Regions from separate parts of the Rattus norvegicus genome. Here all the other regions are linked to region 3. Evidence: chromatin contacts called from public Hi-C data. All regions are on one chromosome and are shown on one strand. The core of a region is the stretch at or near the end of the contact, and the rest is flanking DNA. Distances in the headings are between cores, read along the strand shown.

Region 1 (3,371 bases), core at 853-3,352, 210 kb after region 3:
AACTTTTCTTCTTGCTACTTTGTTCCACAATGTGTCTAAAACCTCCATTGTCCTATTTTGGTGGGTCACATGTAAATGTAGACAGTCAGTTCATGAATCCTCTCAGATCCCTGTATACAACTCTTCCACTTGGGTATCATCAAGGCATCTGAAGGTCACATCTCCATGGTGATTTTTCCTAAGCCCACTATTTCTAACTAAAATCTTGAATCATCATCTACCCACCTTACACGGTTGTCCTTAATTTCTCTAGATTATTCACACCACAGATCCAAAATATTATCACATATTGACTATTCTTCTTAGTATGTGTTTGTATGTACTACCAGAGTTCAGTATATAAGACTCTCAGAGTATTACCCTGTCTAAACTGACACTCCCACAATAGTTATTCTCCATACTGAAATCATACTAAGTCTGTGATTCTCTAGATTTACTCTTTGCTATAAAAAGCCAGTCTGAAAATATATGCAGTATGGTTCTAGTTAAATGGATAATTATTGGATAAAGCAAAATGATCATTGTTATTAAGCGTTCAAGGATAGGGGTATGGATGGTCAGGCAAAGCAGTTGTATGGAAGCCAGGCAATTCTGTATGTTGTACAGTGGTGACACATCTCATAAATTGTTAGAACCTATAGATTCCAGGAAAGATGCACAAGTATGTGGACAAGAGTAATGGCAATGTCCAATATTAGTTCTTTTTAATAATAAATCTGCCGCTTTGGTACCGGTGTGTCAGGGAGATTGTGGATATGTGAGGGTACATTCTATTGTGAAGTTTCTACTTTCTGCTTAGTTCATTATAATTTTATGGCTACAGTAAAAAAATATGCTTAAAAAATTCACTGTGACCTTGTGATGCCTCTTCCTGAAGCTGCTTCATCCTTTCCCAGTGTGGCTAAAATAAAAGTTGAATTAAGTTCCCTAAACAGCTCCCGTTTAGTAGGTAGCGGCTTCTCATCTACAGCCACCATTGTCTTCCTCCGCTCTCAGCCTCACCCACTTCCTTCTCATCTGATTGGATGTTGCATTGTTTCGCTGAGATTTTCTTGTGCCCCCTCCTCCTTGTGAGGTAAACATCTACCCATATATTCTTACTGTCATCTCCTTTTCATGGCAAACCTCCTTTAAGTGCTAAAAAATCCCTCTCTAGGTGGAAGGACAACCCATTGAACAGAATACTGTGTTTATTCCTCAAAAATAAATTCACCCCTTCATCATGGGCATCCTCATTAAATAGGCGGCAATGAAATGAAGTCAAATGTACTCAAGGCTTCCCGTTAAAGGCCTGTAGGCTTTGTTTACATACTTGTTACAGCACGTTCTTTGATTTCATTAATAAGCAATTAAGAAGAAGCAACACTCTCTTCCTTTTCTGGGAAAGCTAAGTAATTTCTCTTTGTCACCGTCAGCCCTTAATAACAACCGTGACAATTCTAACTATTCACCTCAGAGGTAGTGATGCGAACCAGTCGGGAATTTCTGGACAGCAGCTCTGGATTTCATGATTCTTTTTCTTTCTTGATTTTTTATTGGATATTTTGTGTATTTACATTTCAAATGTTATCCCTTTTCCTGGTACCCCCTCTCCCATTCCTCCTCCCCCTGCTTCTATGAGGGTGCTCACCCACCCGCCCACTCCCTCCTACCTCCAAGCCGTGACATTTAACTACACTGAGGAATCAAGCCTTCACAGGACCAAGGGCTTCTTGTCTTGATGCCAGACAAGGCCATCCTCTGCTACAGATACAGCGGGAGCCACGGGTCCTTCCACGTGTACTCTTTGATTGGTGGTTTAGTTCCTGGGAGCTTTGAGTGGTCTAATTGGTTGATACTGTTGTTCTTATGGGTTTCTTATGTGTTAAGATTATAATCATACATGTCACCTAACGGCACGTCTCTTCTCACTACAGTCAGTCCTTTCACACGGCACTGTGACTGACTGCGCTGTGGTTGGCAAGGAAGACCCCTTGAAAGGTCATGTCCCATTAGCACTCTGCGTGTTGAAGAAAGGTGAGTCTCGTTTGTCATCCCTGACTGTTTGGCCCGGAATGAGTGGCATTAATTTGGTGCTTAACAGCTCGACTTTCTCCCTAGACGTAAATGCAACAGAAGAACAAGTTTTGGAAGAGATTGTGAAACATGTTAGGCAGAGCATTGGCCCGGTGGCTGCTTTTCGAAATGCAGTTTTCGTCAAACAGTTACCCAAAACCAGGTCTGGCAAAATTCCACGGTCTACCCTGTCTGCCCTGGTCAATGGCAAGCCTTATAAGGTAAATGAATCAGAATCTTTATTGCTGGAGTAATTTTCATGACGTCTTTGGCACCAGAAAAGCTTTATTAGGTTAAGATTTTAAATCCTGAATTCTATCTCCACCGAACCATTTTCCTAATCTGTAAGGAGAGCTTGAGAAGGAAGTGTTGGTTAAGATCACGTGCTTCATCCTAGGAGCTCTCGTGTGAACTTTGCTCTCGGCAATTTTGTAAATTTCAAACAGACTTGCAGAAATTCTTTCCTTTGAACTAAACGTGCAGGTCGCTTGATTTCAGTCACTAATGACCATCCATGATGAGAAAGTGAAGCATCTGAGAAGTATGAAATGTTTTAACATATGACATCTAATTGCTTTTTACTGTTATGTGAGGGAATCATTTTTTGAAACTCTGGACTGATTCAAACACATGTGTATTTCAGTGTCAAGGCATGCTATTGGCATGGTCACCTTTAATTTCATCAAGACTTTTATATAGTAATAACAACAACAACAACAACAATAATAATAATAATAATGTTCTAAGCAATTTTCAAAATAAATGAACAAAAACTCTGGAGAAATATGTAGAAATATCAACAGTTTTGCTAAACAAACTCTTTCCTTCACTATCCCTGAAGATGAATATTTAAGTATTTGGCTGGAAGTTCCCTATCTTGTGGGTGTTTTATAAAATTATTGGGGGTATATACTCTATATGCCTATAGTCCTAGCATTTGTGAGGTAAAGCAAGACTGGGTTTTCCTACCCTAGGCATTTGAAGCCAACCAGTACCCATGAGACTCTTTCTCAAAAAAATCAAAATGAAGTTAAAACAACAACAAAAATGGGCAGTAAAACAAAACATGTTATTATTATTATTATTATTATTATTATTATTATTATTATTCACAATGAAGTTCAAGGGAGGTTGCTCATCTGACACTGGCCATTTATTTTCAGGTAACCCCTACAATTGAGGACCCCAGCATTTTTGGTCACATCGAAGAAGTACTGAAGCAGGCTTTGTGATGTTTACTCTTTTGAATCCCTTCGTCTTAACTTTCTAGCTGGATCTAGGTCTTCTATTTTCTACAAGTAAATACTTGAAGAAAA
Region 2 (3,019 bases), core at 228-2,727, 140 kb before region 3:
GCAAGCTTGTAAACGAACATTTCCCAACATAAAAATCAATTATTGTTCAACTCTTACCCTAAGTAAGGTTGCTATGGGCACCGCATAATATCCGTTCTGGCACCAACAGATTGAGTTAAAGTCACCAGAGATCTCTCCAAATTAAGAACCTGAAACACAGTTTACCAGCTTTGCCACTGTGCTCGCAGTAGGATGCTCTTTTTGCCTTGCTGGGCCCTCTAGTTTAATCCTCCAGAAAGAGAAATTTTAGAGGGACAAGGACTAAATCATTTTCTTCTGAGCACAGCATTTTCAAATGGCTGCACCGGGTCCTAAGCCCCGCCGCTGCGGACCCAGAGCTAGAGGTGCCCTCTCTCTGCAGAGCTGGGACTCTGGCGCCCTAGTAACTGGACCCGGTGAGGCAGAAAGGAAACTCCCATTTACAGCCAGGTACTACTCCGGTGCGCTAGGCAGGGCCGGATCCTAGAGGAGAAACCGGTAACCAGGTTTGTGAAGGTTTGAGCAAACGCTGTTTCCCATTCAACCAAAGAGTAGGACGCACAGGTCACAGGCTAGAAGTTAAACAGTTACCCAGCCTGCGCTTTGTCTCCGCGCCTTCTGCAGCCCAGGCACTGAGGTGCACTTGGCTGGTGAAGAACAAGGTTTGCTGGAGCAGGAAACAGGAGTTGCTATCGCCCTGAAACTGCAGGGTGAGGGAGTACCGCGACCCGAGCCGCAGCTCCGGACCGCATGCCGGAGCCAAGCCGGCTGGGCTCTTGGATGCGATGTCCCCGAGCCGGCGAAGGTTGCCCCGGCTCTGCTCTGCCCTTTCGCCCGAGGGCAGGGCCCTGGCTCGGCAGCCCGGAGGCTTTGCACCCAGCTACCCATCCAAGCGCCCTGCCGCCTTGGGGCGATCTCCCTGTCACCGCAGCTGCACAGACCCCTCGTTTCCAGCGCAGGGACAAACTTCCTCCCTCCGGGTCCCCGCGCCGGCAGTTGGCAGTTGGCTTCCCCACTGGTCCCTTAGCAGCGTTAGCTGGAAGGGCTTTCTGTGCCCATCTCCAACCTCCAGTCACTAGCGCTCAGCGGTCCCTGCTCATCCTCTCCAACAAAGCCGGGGCTCGGAGGCGACCCGGAGAGGGACTGAGACTGGCAGCTGAAGCATCGAGCTCTGGCAAGCACCCACGCCCCGGCGAGCGCAGCAAGAAGGGGCGGCAGGGACCAGGCGAGGAGAGAGGGGAAGAAAGTGTCCTGTTCTGGGCGCGAAACCCTCCTGGGTTGATCCTCCTCCCCCAGCTGCCCCTGCCCGAGCGCATCCTGCCTTCCCTGTGGGACTGGGCAGAATGGAAGGCGAAACCGTGCGGACTGTGTGGCCTGACGGACCAGCCGCTCCCTTACCTCTGTCCAGAGTAAGCGGCTGGACCACTGTCAATGTCGCCATGTCTGCCGTGGGAGCCGAAGTGACGCTCGGCTTCAGCATCAGCAACCGCTTGTAGTGAGAAAAAGAGGAGGAGATTGGGGGCGGGGGTGGAGAGGGAAGACGGAAAGGAGGGGGAGGAGGGGGAGGCAGGAAGGTGGTGATGGAGGAGAAGAAAGCTTGGGTGGGTTGGTAGCCAGATGGAGATTCAACTGTTCCGCCGCGGCGAATCTTCAGTGCCGCGCCAAGCAGGGCAGGTATCCGCGAGCGCCTGCATGGCCAGGAGCTGAGAAAGGAACGCTCAGCCCTAGAACTTTGCTCGCCCACCTATCGGGAGCCCTGGCTGGGTGTAGCAGGTTTGCTGTCTTTCAACTTTCCACCCAAGCTTAGTGGTCAGAATGCACTCGAACACAGAGGAAGAGGACACGGAAGCGGGAGAGACAGTAGAGAGAGGTGGGGACAGAATTCTTTTCAGATTAAGAACATTTTCAACCTCCCTTTCCACATCCCTTTCCAGGGGAAACGCCACTAGTTATGGGAGATGTGGCTATATATCACTGTAGTTGCTGTTAATTTCTGTTGAAGCTTTTTGTTTAGAAGGTCCCCTCCCAACAGTACAAGGGTACCGGAGGGCCAGGGTTCTGTAAGTCAGTGTTTATTTAGAAGCTGGGTTTATTGCCTAGGAAAATAACTTGCCTTTACAAGCAAACTTCCTTAAAAGGTTTTAAAATAAAAAATGAAAACAACAGTTTCTGTCAGTGAATGATATTTAACTGGGACCCTCTCGTGCTAATCTAGAAGAAACGTGCATTCAGAGCTGTTATGTATTGATTAATTAGCAGGGATGGGAGGAGTTGAGTCACGGATGTTTGGTACCATTTACTACATCTTAACCTGGGGATTCTTTTTTTTTCTGCACCCTCTGAATTACAGGTAGATAACGTTAAAGGCCTGGTTTCAGAACCAGTCGATCATGTTTCAGTTCCCGAAGACTTAGATACTGTGAGCCCTTTATCCCAACTTCCATGAAATTTTCCCCAAGCCTCATTTCCTTATCAAATCATGAAGAAGCATGGAGAAGCCTCCTCTAGGCATAACAGAGATGAGGGAGCACAGGGCTGGGATAAGGATGCTGCCCTTCCCTGTGACTATGACCAATGCTATGTTCTGTTAATGATACCCAGAGGGGAAGGGAAGGAAGCAGATATTCAGCAGTAATTGAAAAGTCAAAGATGATTGGCCATCTAGCTATCCAACAGATCCTTAGAGACACACTGAACGTAGTATTTCTTATACTTATCTTTAACAGTTTTAGGTTTAAGAACTTTGATCATGAAAGTCAACTTTCCGTCACTCATATTATCTGACAAACTCTCAGTCCCTTGTAGATCCCCAGTTTTTACATCTGTCAATCACTTCACAGCTTCATTCAGTTGGAACGTGATCATGTAATAGGAGGAAACTGATCCTAATTTGCAAGGTCTGGGCTATTTCTAAGCTTTTGATGGAAAAGAATATACTCCAAGATCATAAACATACAAGTAACATATGGACTGGGTGGCATACATTTATATATTTAGAAATATATATAATATATTTTATATATGAATGCATATATATATA
Region 3 (3,307 bases), core at 578-3,077:
AGCGTTTGGCCTGGATAGACATCTATATATCACACACATGCAAGCTTGTGCCTGAGAAAGTAGTGTGCCTCCAAGTGTTTGCTGGAAATTGAGCCAGGGTCTTTTGCAACCACTGAGCTTACTCTCCAGCCCAGTGCCCGGGCTCTGAGTCCTCGCTGCTCTCCTTGGTGACCCTGAGACCCGCAGTGAGTTCACCTGTCTCTAAGCTTCCTTGGGAAACATGGGGATGATGTTACCACTTATAGCCCTGAAAAAAATCTCAGGACCTTATAGTTTTTAAAATGCAAAGGACTGGGTATATATAGAAAATTTACCAACAACTATCTAGTTCCTCTCTTCAGATCCTTTCCACTAAAACGGCTATACAAAAAGTAGGCATTCACATACAGGTTAAGTGATTAGAACATGGTAATAATAGGTGGTCCAGGAAATGTGTATGTCAGATGGCAGCGTGGTGTAGAAGCAAGGAGGGATAAAGAGATTGAATGGATTTTGATTTAAGTGATGACAGTCTTCTTCTAAGAAGGTTGGGAGGAATAAATAAAACAATATAATATGAAGTGGGTGGGTAGGAAAGATGTGGAGTCTTGCTTCTCAGTTAAGGAAAATAGCTGGGGTGGTTACTTACAGTCATTTTATTTTCTGTCTTGCAGTAGATTTATGCCTGTACCGTTTAGCCTTTATCCCCACATCATTTTCTTCCTGCAGGATCATTTGTTTACTGCTTTTTAATTTATGATCCTTTATAGGGTCAAGAACATTCCACCATTTCTCACCCAAGACTTGGGGATACATTATCTACCCATGTAAAGCTTCAAATATTGTGACACTACGACAGAGTGCATTTGGCACGATATTAAAGCAAAAGATTTCGTTGAAGTATGGCAGAAGGCAGAACCTGAAGAGTGGTGAAACCGGGCAGGAAACCATCGCACCAGTGTGTTTTGAATTTTCCGGGCTTCGTCTTTCCTAGGAATCATTTCATCTTTTGATTTGAGAAGAGCCTTCTGACACGTAACCCACGCATTACACAATCCACCCTCTTGAGGGGTACGTACAGGACAGACAGTGAATTCTAGTTTCTTCAGAGTTATGGAGTGGTTACCATATTCTATTTAAGAATATTTCTATTACCCCAAAGAAATCTCACAACCATGTGTTCCCTGAGAAAGTCAGAATAACTCCGAAGGGCAATAAGAAGGGACGAAATGTTCGAAGTTCTTTGTGTTCCTGCGTCTAAATCCTGTGGACAGGCAGGTGCCTTCAGGTCTCTAGTGGCCAGCCCTGTCAATCACTTCTGGAAACACTCCCCCAACCCCCGCTCGGTAACCTTTCCACGCCTCCTCCAGGCTGCCAGGAAATCCTGGAACAAAAGTTGCCCTGGAGCTGCTTGTGGTTTTAATAACTAGGGTTTGAGAGTTGAATTTTAAACGAAGGGATACTGAGTAAAGGGAAACAATATCCCAGAGCCTCACTATAATGTCCAAAGTTCCGTGACTTCGTTTTAGGACAGAGATATACACGCTTTGTTTTAAATAAGTCTTTGAGCCCTTTGGCCTTGTTCTGGGCGTCTTTGTGTGTATCTAAGTCCGGAGAACACTGTCAAATGACAAGTGACTGTCATGTGTGTAAGAGTTGAATTTAGGGCTGACGCAAGTTAACCCCGGTAGACTTCTGCCCCCCTTTCCCAGGTCTCTGCTCCAGCCTGTTGCTTTCTTCCTGGCTCCAGGTCGGTTTTTATCGCGAACTTCAGTTTGACTTCCAAACTTCTAGGCTAGTGGGAATTCACCTCCAGGTTAGTCTCCGCCTCCTGCAGGCTCCCCCTCAGGGGCAGTGCCACCGCTGTTGGGATAGCAAGCTGCTCCGCCTGCAGCTAGGGACAGAAAGAAAGTATGAAGCCCTCCTGGTTGCAATGTCGCAAAGTAACAGGCGCCGGGACGCTTGGGGCACCTCTGCCAGGATCCCCTTCAGTAAGAGGAGCTGGTGTGGCCCGAAGGGCTTTGGTGGCCGGGTTCGGGGGCAGGGGCTGCAGGGCTCTGACCACAAGCAGCGGTGGTGGCGAGTACAAGACCCACTTTGCAGCCTCTGTGGCTGACCCGGAGAGATTCTGGGGTAAAGCTGCTGAGCAGATCAGTTGGTACAAGCCCTGGACCAAAACACTAGAGAACAGATACCCGCCTTCCACTAGTTGGTGAGTGATGTCTTAGTCATTTCTAGTATCTCCTAACTTCTTGGATGCCAAAGCTGGAAGGTCTGGGATAGGAATCTAAAGTTCTAATAAGAAAGGAAATCAAAATGTACGATGCCTTCAGCTATTTCTGTTGTTTGATGGTTTCGTTCTCCTTGCTGTCCTACATTCTCCTTTGAAGTTCTCCGTTATCTAGGGTGATCCCAGTTTCACCTACGAGATTTATTTGCAGAGGCCCTGCTTGGCAGTGGGGATGTTGAGTGACCAAAACAAAGGCTTACAAAAACAAAGGCTCAGCATGCAAGGACTCTGCTGACTGTAAGAGGAGAAACTGTGTAAACAAATACAGAGTATGTAATAGACCCAGGGAATTATGGACCTGCCTATTGTGGGGAGGGAGGGCGAGAGAGCGGTGAAGTAAAAGGTAACTGAGCAAGCTCTGGAAGGATTAAACCTTATCATTTCAAAGATGAAGTGATCTCATTATCAACGTTCAAGGGGGTAGAAGACAACCGGAAGTAACTGACACTGTAATTGTGTTAGCTGGAGCAATGGGAGAAAGGAGTTGCGGTAAGAGGCTTAAATAGTGTGGCAGATAGCCCGGAGTACCATATAGGCTTTTTACATGAAATTTAAGTATTGCCCGGGGGCTGATGGAGGACAGGTGACCTTAGGAGTCATGGTAGGAAGAAAGCTTTCATCTTGACATTTCGATTATAGGTTTCAATTATAAATACTTTTGAACACTGTTTTTTTTTTTTTTTTTTTTTTTGGTTCTTTTTTTTCGGAGCTGGGGACCGAACCCAGGGCCTTGTGCTTCTCGAACACTGTTTTTATGTTCGAAGGACAAGACATTGTAGGAAAGACCTTTAGGCTATTGAGAGCGAAGCCTACAGTCTTTGGAAAACTACGCAGAGTTTCTAGGTGCCTAGCACTTTAAGGATATGGTCGCTCCCATCTGCTAGTTATTAGGAAATGATATTCTCGGTAAAATTGGAATTAGAAAAGAAAGCTACTTAGCAGATGGGGGCGATGCATTGGTTAAGATGTCCTTTGGCCCTTTAGTGGATGACTTTCTTCTCACAGCAGAGAACCTGTCAGGAAACTGGGAGCAGTCTG

The links. Hi-C and Micro-C count contacts between places; a contact is called where the count stands out from the background.
Region 1: a contact with region 3 is called in a Hi-C map of hepatocytes, with 2.7 times the contacts expected there. The contact joins the enhancer-like site here to the promoter of Acss3 in region 3. A contact is called at or near these places in 5 of 12 Hi-C or Micro-C datasets (the A7r5 cell line, the Rat2 cell line, hepatocytes and 2 more).
Region 2: a Hi-C map of hepatocytes shows a contact between it and region 3, with 2.3 times the contacts expected there. The contact joins the promoter of Lin7a here to the promoter of Acss3 in region 3. A contact is called at or near these places in 3 of 12 Hi-C or Micro-C datasets (hepatocytes, kidney and liver).

Annotation. Positions count from the first base shown.
Region 1 is chr7:44,130,297-44,133,667 of GRCr8, reverse strand. It overlaps Acss3 (acyl-CoA synthetase short-chain family member 3), which reads left to right. Exons shown (of 16, transcript NM_001414941.1): 14 at 1,917-2,016; 15 at 2,101-2,276; 16 at 3,219-3,371. The coding sequence ends at 3,287. Among named protein-coding and RNA genes, the nearest start is that of Acss3, 200 kb to the left of the region's middle. Within about 2 kb of position 2,102, at least 2 of the 93 cell types and tissues checked have an H3K27ac peak or open chromatin away from gene starts, as enhancers often do. A contact at or near this core is called in hepatocytes and liver, where this site is marked.
Region 2 is chr7:44,472,026-44,475,044 of GRCr8, reverse strand. It overlaps Lin7a (lin-7 homolog A, crumbs cell polarity complex component), which reads right to left and starts at 1,477. Exons shown (of 6, transcript NM_001408921.1): 1 at 1,378-1,477. The coding sequence starts at 1,459.
Region 3 is chr7:44,335,204-44,338,510 of GRCr8, reverse strand. Acss3 (acyl-CoA synthetase short-chain family member 3) reads left to right here and starts at 1,827. Exons shown (of 16, transcript NM_001414941.1): 1 at 1,827-2,191. The coding sequence starts at 1,893.